Linked DNA regions of Capra hircus: region 2 is linked to region 1. Evidence: chromatin contacts called from public Hi-C data. All regions are on one chromosome and are shown on one strand. Each heading gives the region's core, a stretch centred on a gene start, on an enhancer-like site or on the middle of the called end of the contact. The rest is flanking DNA. Distances are from core to core; before and after follow the strand shown.

Region 1 (5,797 bases), core at 2,061-4,560:
TGGGCTTCCCTAATAGCTCAGATGGTAAAGCATACGCCTGCAATGCAGGAGACCCGGGTTCAATGCCTGGCTTGGAAAGATCCCCTGGAGAAGGAAATAGGAACCCCCTCCAGTATCCTTGCCTAGAAAATTCTCTGGGCAGAGGAGCCTGGCAGTCTACAGTCCATGGGGTCACAAAGAGTTGGACACAACTGAGCAACTAACACACACACACACACACACACACACACACACACACACACACACACACACACACAAGCAAATAACTAGATGTCTATAAAAAGGAGTAGAACTGCAAAGACAGTAATTCAGGCTGGCCTGGGAGTTATTTTAGAAAGGATGGACAGGAGTGGACAGCAGAACTAGCCACCTGAAGATGAGAAGTTGGGCAGGAAGGGAGAGTCCCAGACAAGCAGCAGAGCAAAGGCAAGGACCTCGGACAGGAGCAAGGCTGGCATGTCCGAGTGTGCCTGGCACACAGCAGCCACACGGTGGCACAAGAGGAGGTGGGAGAAGCTGGGGGGTAGGATCAGAACTTCATTTACATTATCATGTCTGCAGGGTTTTTTTTTTTTTTCTTTTTTTTTTAGTATTTATTATTTGGCTGCATCAGGTCTTAGGTGCTTCGCCACGTGTGGGATCCTTGTTTGCCCACCAGGGATCAAACCCATGTCTCCTGTTTTGCAAGGCGGATTCTTAACCCCTGGACCATCAGGGAAGTCTCTCAGCAGGTTTTAAGAAAGTGAAAGACCTGGTCTGACTTTTGAGTATACCATCTCACTCTGGCTGCAGGACTGTGCGGGGCAGGACTGGAGACGCAGGGACGAGCTAGGAGGTGAGGGGATAGAGGCAGGCAGGGGTGGAGATGCTGAGAAGCCACCTTCTGTTGCCTGTGTGCAAGGTGGGGGCCCATTTGGTGGAGGAGGAGACTGAGGTGCATAGCAGGCTGGAGGGCACTCCAGTCCAGGAAGCCTGGAATTAGCACCAGGGCCTCCAGGTCCAGCCTGCCCAGGTGAGGGGGATGTGGCCCTTCTGCTGCACATGCCCAGGTGGTGCCCTGCTGGATGCTCAGTGGGCAGCCCTCTGCCAGGGAAGCCATGCTTCCTTCTTCCCCTGGGCCTCAGTTAGGAGGGGGAAGCTTTCCAGGCCTTCAAAAGATAACCATGCAGCCAAAGCCCCATCTGCTCATTTCCCTGGTCCCTCCCATCCTGGTCAGTCCTGCCAAAACTCTCATTTCCTCCCTGCAGACTCAGACTCTGGGGAAAAAAAGAAATTGAGTGGAAATGACAGCTCCTTAAAGATGGTCCAGGAAGAGACTGTCACCCAGATGCTACAGCAGAGGGATCCAAGTGATGCCAGGAACCCTCGTGAGGACCAAGAGTCCTGAGGACTTCTGAGGAATTCTGAAATGTTGGATGCAGGTCCCAGAGCTGAAGTCCAGCAGTCTGGGCCAGCCTGGAGGGTTCCAGAAGGGCTTCTAGGGCTACCATCCACTCCTATTCATGGTCCCCTGCCCCTCCCAAGTCTCACTCGTCTGGCCACACATCTGAAGGCTCAGTGATCCACGTGTTGGTTCTAGACCCCTAAGCACAAACTTCACAGCAATTTCTGTATTCTCTTGACAGTGACATAAGCAGATCTTAAACTGGTGATGGCCCCTCTCCCTGTGGCCACTCCTAACCAGAAATGACGAGATTGCTCTGACCACACTGACATCTCCTTCCCTAACCCCCGACCCTGAATCAGGAGGATATGGCCCTTTTTTTTTTTTTGGCTGCATTGCTGTCTTAGTTGCAGCACACATGATCTTCATTGTGGCATATGGACTCTAATTGTGGCTCTTAGACTCAGCTGCAGCGAGAGCTTAGTTGCTCCATGGCATGTGGAATCTTAGTTCCCCGATCAGGGATCAAACCCACATCCCTTGAACTGCAAGGTGACTTCTTAACCACTGGACCACCAGGGAAGTCCCGGGAGGATGTGGCCTGAAATGAAAACCATGCCTACCCATGTATGCCAGGGGATGTCTATCATGGGCCATAATTTAGCCCAAGCAGGAACTCCTCCCACTGGTGGGCCAAGAGGGCCACGCCTGCTCTAATTAAGGTGGTCAGGGAGGGTTCCTCTGAGAAGGGACTGTGAAGGAGCAGCTATGCCAAGAGCTTCAGGAAGGGATTTCTGGCTGTGAGAACAGCAAAGGCGCTGAGGCTGGAAGTGGTGGGGTGTATGAGGAAAAGTGCGAAGACTAGGCGTGGCTGGAGTTAGAGTGAGGAGGGGTGGGAGGTAAAAAGAGCAGACAGGGGGCAGGGCAGGCCCCAGAGAGTCTTGCAGCCAGGGGAAGCAGTTTAGATCTCCTCTGGAGTGCAGTGAAGAGCCACGGGAGGTTTTATAGGGAAGGACAGAATCGAAATCTCTTTTATTTATTAGTAGTATTTGCTGTGCTGCATGGCATGTGGGGTCTTAGTTCCCTGACCAGGGATCAAACTCAAGCTCCCTGCATTAGAAACACAGAATCTTTACCATTGCACGGTAGGGAAGTCCTGCATCCCTTTTAAAAATAATTTTAATAGACTATTTTTAGAGTCGTTTTAGGTTTACAGGAAGATTAGACAGAAAATATAGCAGTCTCATACGCCTTTCCCAGTTTCCCCTGTTATCTTACAGTAGTGTGGTACACGTTCTAAGACTGGTGAACCAATAGTGGTACATTCTTAAGTCCATAATTTACATTAGTGTACACTCTTTGTGTTGCACATTCCTTGGGTTTTGACAAAGACTAGACATGTACCCACCATTATAGATAGTATCGTACAAAATAGTTTCGTGGTCCTAAATATCTCCTGTGCTCCATCTGTTCACTCTTCTCCGTCTGTGATTCTCTTTTTTAAACCCATTCAGGCTGCTGTGCGGGGGATGGATTGGTTGTAGGGCAGAAAAAAAGAAGGCAGTGATAGTGAAACGGTGCGAGGCCGGGCGTGGGTGGGGGGAAGAGCGAGGGGGGACTGGCTGGTCTCACCCACCTTGCCTCTCTTCGCTCAGGGCTGCGCTGCTACGCCAAATTCCACCGGAACCGCAGGGTCACCCGGAGAAAGGGGCGCTGCGTGGAGCCCGAAACGGCCAACGGCGACCAGGGGTCTTTCATCAACGTCTAGCGGCCCGCGCGAGGCGCCTCTGCACCGGCCTGGGGACTAGGCCCCGGAGATTTGGAGAAGCCGGGCAGTTTTTTTATAACTAGCGGTGGCAGATCAAATGCGGGACCAGCTGACTGAGGCTGCAGGCTCAGATCCAGGACGCTCCGTCCCGAGCCCTGGACGAACTGCCCCTGCCCAGGAGCCGAGCAGCAGCACACCTGCACCCACCCCTGGGCGGACGGGACACCGACACCGCCTGCGCATCCCGGTGTCCGTGTTCTCCGCGATGGCAATGTCGAGAGTGCCCTCTATCGTCCAACAGCAGCACTGCAACGGTTTCAAGTTTCAAAAGGAAGAGGTTTTTGAGCTGGAAAAGAATGGAAACTTCTGGAGAGATGGTGGTGAAGTCGCCCAGTCGTGTCCGACTCTTTGCGACCCCGTGGACTGTGGAACCAAAAGGCGGGAGATGAATACTGAAGCACCTTCTATGTACCAGGCACTGTGCTAAACGTGGGCCATACGTTATCTCGTTTGTCATATGACCTTTTAAAGTAGGCATAATCACCATTTTACAAGTGAGGAAACTGAGGCAGGCTTAAATGATCTTGTCCAGGATCCCAGGTCAATGCTCCTCAAACCTTCACCTTGTGTAAGAATCCCCAGGGATCTGGTTTAAAATGCAGATTCCAATTCAGTCGATTCTGCATTTCTAACAAGGTTCGGGGCTTGCTGATGGCTCCTGGCGACCGGGGACCCCACTGAAAGCACCAGGTCCCAGGGAGTCAGGAGTGGAGCCGGCGTCTGAACCTGGGTTGCCCTACTCCAAGGCTCACATCCTTGCTCTTCCACAACCAAGGACTCATTCCAAGTTCTCCACGGCTTTCGGTGAGAGATGTGTGTTCCCTGGTGGTTCCTTTTGCTGTGGTGAAGGTCAGAATAACACAGTTCTCTTCCTTCCCTGGACAAAGGTGTATCGTTTGAAAGAAAGAAGAAAACGTGCATTACGCACCTGCCTGCTTACAAGGCAGGATTTGGGCAGACTGGAGAACTGGTGTTCTGAGACTGGAAGTGTTTAAAGGAAGCAGTAAAGCTGTTCCTTCTGTCTCTGGCCCTGCTCACCCCGTCCTGGGATGTGCACTTTGGAGGGGCCTGAAAGCTGCCACCCCAGGGGTTCTTTAGCTTTTGGAGTTCATGACCTTTGAGAATCTAATGTAAGCAGGGGCTCAAAAACACACATTGCCAGTTGGCACCCACTTTGTATACTCTTTAGTGGTTCTAGGTCCCCCAGAGACCCTCCCAGGTCTACACTTCTTCAACAGAGTGTACTGAGGGGTTTGGGGGTATCTCTTCTAACTGCATCCACCACAGGCCAGACCCATGAGCCCACCCGAACACCTTCCTGAGCTGATGTGACTCTAGCGGCCAACTCAGGAGAGTCACTTAAATCCTTTCACCTGGCATCTCACTCCTGACCAACCCTCGGGTCCAAGGCAAACAAGGTTGCAAACCTTCGCTCTCCAGATGCCTTGCTGGCCTGGACCCCAGCCAGAGGGACCACGCCCACAGGATGCCGGGGCTGTTTACTCCATTGGGAAAATCAGCTGGAGTCAAGGGTATGGCACCGAGGAAGACAAACAGATCTAGAAGAAACCAAATACACCGGCTCTTTTCTCCTTATTCAGGTTCAAAGGGCATGGGAATCTTAGGGAGGGGAGGACCACAAGAGATCAAAGCCGGCTATTTGAACATTGAATCTGCCTGCAGTTTTGTCTGAGACCAGACAAGGCCTGTGCTGTGTGCCTCATATGGGGTGGCCGATTTGAGGTCATGATAGAACCCTAGCGGGGGTGGCTGCAGGCATAGAACCCAGAATTGCTTTTGTTTGGTGGGGCGGGGGGGTGCGGTGGGCAGTGGTAAGGGTGTCCCTGGCCATCAGTGATGGAAACAGAAAAAATTAGGACAAAGCTGGAAGGCTTAATGCAGCTATCAGTGCCTACCAAGGGAGCTCCACGGCTAGAAATTCAGGGCCTATCTCTTTGCCCTAGCTACTTCCATTTTGCATTTGCAAAGGCAAAGTGGGTAGAATTCTCTTAACTCCAGAGTTAGGGGTCTCAAAGCCCCCTCTGTGTTTAACAAACCTCTCTGCCAGAAGTTCTTCCTTAGGTCTGCCTTAAATTTCTTTTGCTGGTGCATAGGCCAATATTCTCGAATCCAGGGTTCAACAAACTTATCATAAAGGACCAGATAAATATTAATATTATAGGCTGTGTTCCAATGAAGCTATTTATGAACACAGAATTTCAGATAATATCACTTGTCACAGATGATTATTCTTTTGATTTTCTAAAACACATTTTAAAATGTGAAAACCTCTTAACTTGCAGACTACACAGAAATAGGCAGTGGGCTGGACTTGGACCCCTGGCCATGGTTTACCAATCTCTGCTTTAATCTGCTGGTCTCAGCCTTGGCTACACATTAGGACAGTCTGGGGAACTTTCAAAGTTTCCTGAGCCCACCCGCAAAGATTCTGGTTTAATCGCTCTGGGTTGTGTCTGGGCATTGTACTTTTGCAAGGCATCCGGGTGGCTCTAACATGTCACCTGGGCCTGGGCCTGGGACTCCTGCCTTCATCCTCATGCTGGAGTGCAGCTGCTGACAAACGG
Region 2 (5,265 bases), core at 1,315-3,814, 68 kb before region 1:
AGATGGGGGAGGGAGGCTCCTTAAAAGACAATGTGTGTGTCAAACAGGGAGGTGTAATACGTACTTGGGAAGGAGGGTTTCTTCACTCCTTTTCCTATCCCTGGCCCTCAGCTTCCCTGTCTATAAAATAGGAATAATCCCTGCACCAAGGCATTCCAATGGTACTGATGATCACCTCCGCTGAGGAGTGGGCAAGGGCATTCTAAATTATGAGAGGGACCCATGTCAGGAGCTGTGGGCTGAACTGTCTTTTGGATCCTGGCTGGCCTCAGCTGGGCCATCCGAGCCTTGAATAAGCAGATACTGTGTGCCCAGTTTCCCTGGAGACAGTGAGGAGGAGATGGAGCCACTCTGAGTGATGGGGGAAGCCATTGCTCTCAGACCTAAGAAGGGGTGGGGAGGGTTCCCTAAGGGCTGGGCCCTAGAAAGCCAAGGCAGTGGCGGAAACAGGCCAGACACCAGGGGAGGAACAGGTAGGGCCCAGACCCAAGGCTGGGGGTTGCCAGGACCTGGCCAGCCAGTCCTTCACCTCCTCACATGCAGCATTCCCCACCCCTAAACCCCAGTCAGACCCCTGAGAGCCGAATCAGGGTTTACCTCTTCAGACCCCGGAGTACACAGGGAGTCCTCAGGATATCTTATTCAGTGGATCTTATTAGTTAGCACAGTTCCCTTCATTATTAGCTTTTTTTATTATTATTTTTTGCCACATCTTTATGATATGGTGCTTTACCCACCCCTCTGGCCAGGAGGCAACTGAGGCCCAGAGAGGCTTACTGGCCTCTCCCAAGTCACACCGTAGAATGGTGGAGATGGCGTAGAGGAAAATGCCTGCCCTGAAGCCATGTCACCTGCCTGCCCTGCTGCCCACAGCTCTCCAGGGAGCTGGGCCCAGTGTCCTCACCTCTCTACCCCTCCCCCTGCCCTGCCCTGCCCTGGCCCTGGTGGACACCTGATGCTCCCCAGAAAGGTGCACCTCACCCAGTCCCCTCTCCTGGCCCCAGGCCTGGCACTCAAGGCCCCAGATCTGATTACAGGCCCCCCACCCTCTCTGGAGCAAATACAACTCCCCACATTGTTGCCTTCGGAAAGTTATCTGGGTCCTGGAAACTGCCTCCGAGGCTTATTCACTCACTTGGATTGGGCCCTTGAGTCCGGGGAATAGCTGGGCCCTGGGAAAAAGCAGGAACCCATTCTGGGTCCTATGAAAGGTGTGGCAAGGGGGCCATGGATTGGGAGCAAGAGCTGAAGGAGGTAGGATTTTCAGGGCTAGAGGTGGGGGCAGGGCATCTCGGCCACCTTAGTGAGCATCACTGTTACCCATTGTCTCCCCCAAGCAATGGCCTCTCAGATGGGCCTAATGACAAAGGGGTGAGGGAATCTGGGAGTGGGCAGGTCTTGTTCCCACCCTGACTCAGCAAGCAACCCCTCCAGGCCCAGCAGGAATTCCTAGAGATGAGGAGGGGGTCTTTGGTGCCAGACAAGATGACTGGGCAGTCTCAAAGGGCTCTAAGCATCAGCTAGAGCTGACGCCTGAACTCTCTCACCACTGGCCTGGTGCCCACTGGGCATCCAGCCAACCAAATGAGGATAGCCCCTCCAGACAAGGGATCCCAGGAGGAAGGCTTGGATAAGGTGGGGAGAGGGCAGTAACCCCAAGAAATTCGTGGGGATTCAGACAACTCACGGCCCAGAGTTGGCAAATGCAAGAAGCTGATGGAATAAAAAGGCTTGCGGCCTCTTCCATCGCAGATGGGTCCCAGATCCCGGTCATCAGACCCTCAGGAAGCCAAGAGGAGGAAGGAACGTGCTCCTATGCTATCTGCGGGTTAAATGGGACCCAGGAGTCCTCCCTTTGCCTGTCATCTCTCAAGGCCTCCCGCACATCAAGATACCAGACAGAAGGCTGTGCTCCTTAGAGACTGTCTCAAGGGCTCTGCTTGGGTGAAAGTTTGCCGCTCTGGGTCTGGGGGGCCCCCTCGCTCTCTGATGCGCCCTCTCCATAGCATTCGCCCGCCTGCCCCGGTCACCCCTCCTAGACTGAGCGAGTGGATCCGGTGGCGGAGGCTACCTGGGTCACCGTCTCCGTCCATCGTTGCGGAGGGCGTTCGCGAGAGGAGGAGGACCCGGAGCGCTGCGGGGCTGTCCGAGTCCCGAGGCGGCGGCGGCGAGTCCAGGCGCTGCCCGCGTCTGGGTCGGGTCCCGGCCGACTGAGCCTTTTAAAGGCCCCCGCCTCCGCCCCCGCCCAGCGTTTGGCCCCGCGCCGGGACGCCCTGCAGTCCGGAGCGATCGGCCAGAGGCCGGAGGCTCCCGGTTCCTTGGCAGACCCAGGAGGCCCGGAAAGGTCGGGTTTTGTTTTTGTTTTTTAATGTAGGAGGAGGGGGAGCCCAATTCCGGGCGTCTCCCTGCACCCTCCTGGGGTGACTGCTTGGAGGAGGCGGTGAGGGGCGGAGGGTGCGGGGTGCGCGGGCCAGTTGGAGGAAGAGGGCAGAAGCTCCTCCCGGCACCGCCCGCCCCACCCCCGCCACCCCAGGTAATTTTCCTACATCAGTGAGGGGGGCGTCCCAAGCCTAGTGCTCCCCAAGAGGCGGGGACCGGAGCGGGCCGCGGGGGCGGGCCGGGGCGGGGCTTGGTCGGCGGCGTAGGCGAGGCCCCACCCACCGCGACTGCAGGTCCAGGCAGGCTCAGCCCCGGCTGCCAAACGGGATCGCATAGCGGCGGCCGAGCGCAGGTGACCGGTGGGAGTTGGCGTGGGGAGCGCCGGGGCGCGGATGAGGGTTGCGGGGGTCGGGGGCCTCGGTGCTTCCGGGCCCCGCCGCAGTGTGCCGAGAGAGGCCCAGCGCGAACAAGGCCCAGGCGGCTGGGTTGCGCGGAGCGGCCTCGGGCGGCGGCGCGGGCAAGAGACCCAACTGGGGTCGCCATCGATGGGCAGGGGTCCAAGCCTAGACTTTGAAAGCCACAAGGAGGGATGGGAAGTCGAAGACGCGCGAGGGCACCTGGGCCTGGAGCCCAGCCACGGGGATGGGGATGGAGGTATAGGAAAGGCGGCTCGCCCTCGCCTACCGCTTCTCCAGTCTCACCCAGGCAGGTCATTTCCTCCGTGGTCTCGGAAACGTGGCTTGAGCCCTTTGGACGTCGGTCGAAGACAATGACAATTATGCTTTCCCCTCCTCTGTTTTGAGGATGGGAGAGAGAATGAGAAGGTGCCAGACAGCCTGCGGGGCTTTGCGTTTGTATTTCCAGGCGAAAGACTGGCCTTTTGAAAAAGGCTGGCTCTAGACTCAGAAAGGGCTCAGGCTCCTTTCGCTGCTTCTGTCCGTGTGGCCTCGGGCAGATCCCACCTCTTCTGCCTCCTTCGCCTCCCTTAGGGGCTATTGTGAGGTGCCAGTAAAAAAAAAACCAGAGCTCACCTTTTACTGAGCTTCTCCTGAGAGAGGTCCTTGAACCCTTTCCAGGAGGTAAGTACTGTTCCTAGCCCCACTTTACAGAGCAGGAAACTGAGGCTCAGAGAAGCCCGGTGACTTTCCTGAGACAATCAGTGGCAGAGCTGGGAGGAGAACCTCCACCAGGGTGCTGTGAGTACCTGGTCCTTGGGAGGGGGCCAGGTCTGCAGTGTAGCTTGCCAATGCCCACAGGAGAGCTATGGCGGTGGGGAACATCAACGAGCTGCCTGAGAACATCCTGCTCGAGTTGTTTACACACGTGCCTGCCCGCCAGCTGCTGCTGCGCTGCCGCCTGGTCTGCAGCCTCTGGCGTGACCTCATCGATCTCGTGACCCTCTGGAAGCGCAAGTGCCTGCGCGAGGGCTTCATCACCGAGGACTGGGACCACCCTGTGGCCGACTGGAAGGTCTTCTACTTCCTCCGCAGCCTCCACAGGAACCTCCTGCATAACCCATGTGCCGAAGGTGGGATGCTGACTGGATCTGACATGCCCCCAAACACACATACTGTTGTGATGTCAGCTAACATTCATTAAGCTCTAACAATGAGCCAGCCAGGCATTTTAGGGGGCTTAATGCCTTTCATCCTCTCACAGTAATCCTAAGAGGTAAGTGCTATTAGGCACCCATCTTTCAGATGGGAAAACTGAGGCCAACAGTGGCATTTCCTATTCCACTCTTAAGGTTATTTCCCCAGTGACCTTTCTGAGAAGGAATGTTGGCCAGTTGGGACTAATTGTGCCCAGGACACAAGACCCGGAAGTCAGAACCATATTTTCTTGGCCTGGTTCCCAGACTCCAGGATTAAGCCTATTAGGAGTGTCCCAGAGGACAAAGGTGACTTTGCTCATGAAAGAGGGAGAGATCTAATCTTTCCAACACATTCCAGCAGCAGGTGCAACATGACTTCTGTGGTTATCCAGAGGCCCCCCTTTCTGTTGCTGTGTTGTAACTGATTAATTAGACACTGGGATGGGATGAGAACCTCATTCTCCATTATGTGGTCAAATTCTGGAGTGAAATAATAAAACCACCCAAAGCTGTCCAGAGCTTTCAGATGCCTCCTCACCTGACTCCCCAACAGCTATGTTCTGGACCAGCAGTTGACATACCATAGTCCATAGGCCAAATCTGGCCCAGGAGCTAAGAAGAATTTCTAAGGTTTTATGTGATAGTCAATATGTAGCCCACAAAACTTGACACTTTGTGGAAAAAGTTTTCCAGTCTCTGTTCCTGACCCGTTTACAGAGGATGAAACCAAGGCTCAGAGAGAGAAAGCAGCTTGCATAAGGTCACAGAGTCCAGTATTGGTAGAGCTGGGACTAGATCCAGATCTGCCTGGCATCAGAGCATTCCCTAACAGAAGTCTTCTGGTCATTCCCACTGTCGGGATTCTCAGTAGAAGTCAGTCATGGTGGTGCCTGGCACACCGGATGTGCAGGGTTCCCCAGCTGGGGGCTTGAGGGAAGCTGCTGAAATCCAGGGAGAGATGCTGGGAGCAAGGGGTGCTTAGGCGCTGACCACTAGGGGGGCCTCCCTTTGATGTGAACTCTGCTTTCCCACCAGAGGGGTTTGAATTCTGGAGCCTGGATGTGAATGGAGGTGATGAGTGGAAGGTGGAAGATCTCTCCAAAGACCAGAGGAAGGAATTTCGCAATGACCAGGTCAAGAAATACTTCGTGACTTCTTATTAGTAAGATCCATGGGGTCTCCGGGAGGTGGGGAAGCCCAAGTCACTGCACCTTGAGGCCTCTCCTGCTCTGGGAAGGGCAGGCCTAGCCCTAGAGGGCCCTGGTGGCGAGCCCCAGCCCCTCCCACCCCTC

What was found. Hi-C and Micro-C count contacts between places; a contact is called where the count stands out from the background.
Region 2: a contact with region 1 is called in a Hi-C map of blood, with 5 times the contacts expected there. The contact joins the promoter of FBXO2 here to the enhancer-like site in region 1. A contact is called at or near these places in 2 of 5 Hi-C or Micro-C datasets (both in blood).

Annotation. Positions count from the first base shown.
Region 1 is chr16:40,448,049-40,453,845 of ARS1.2, reverse strand. DRAXIN (draxin) reads left to right here. Exons shown (of 6, transcript XM_005690675.3): 6 at 3,040-3,207. The coding sequence ends at 3,152. Among named protein-coding and RNA genes, the nearest start is that of DRAXIN, 12 kb to the left of the region's middle. Within about 2 kb of position 3,310, at least 1 of the 5 cell types and tissues checked has an H3K27ac peak or open chromatin away from gene starts, as enhancers often do.
Region 2 is chr16:40,516,016-40,521,280 of ARS1.2, reverse strand. It overlaps FBXO2 (F-box only protein 2), which reads right to left and starts at 2,564. Exons shown (of 6, transcript XM_018060347.1): 1 at 2,072-2,564. The coding sequence starts at 2,093. LOC102184360 (F-box only protein 44) reads left to right here and starts at 2,625. Exons shown (of 7, transcript XM_018060349.1): 1 at 2,625-2,731; 2 at 3,636-3,907; 3 at 5,009-5,135. The coding sequence starts at 3,643.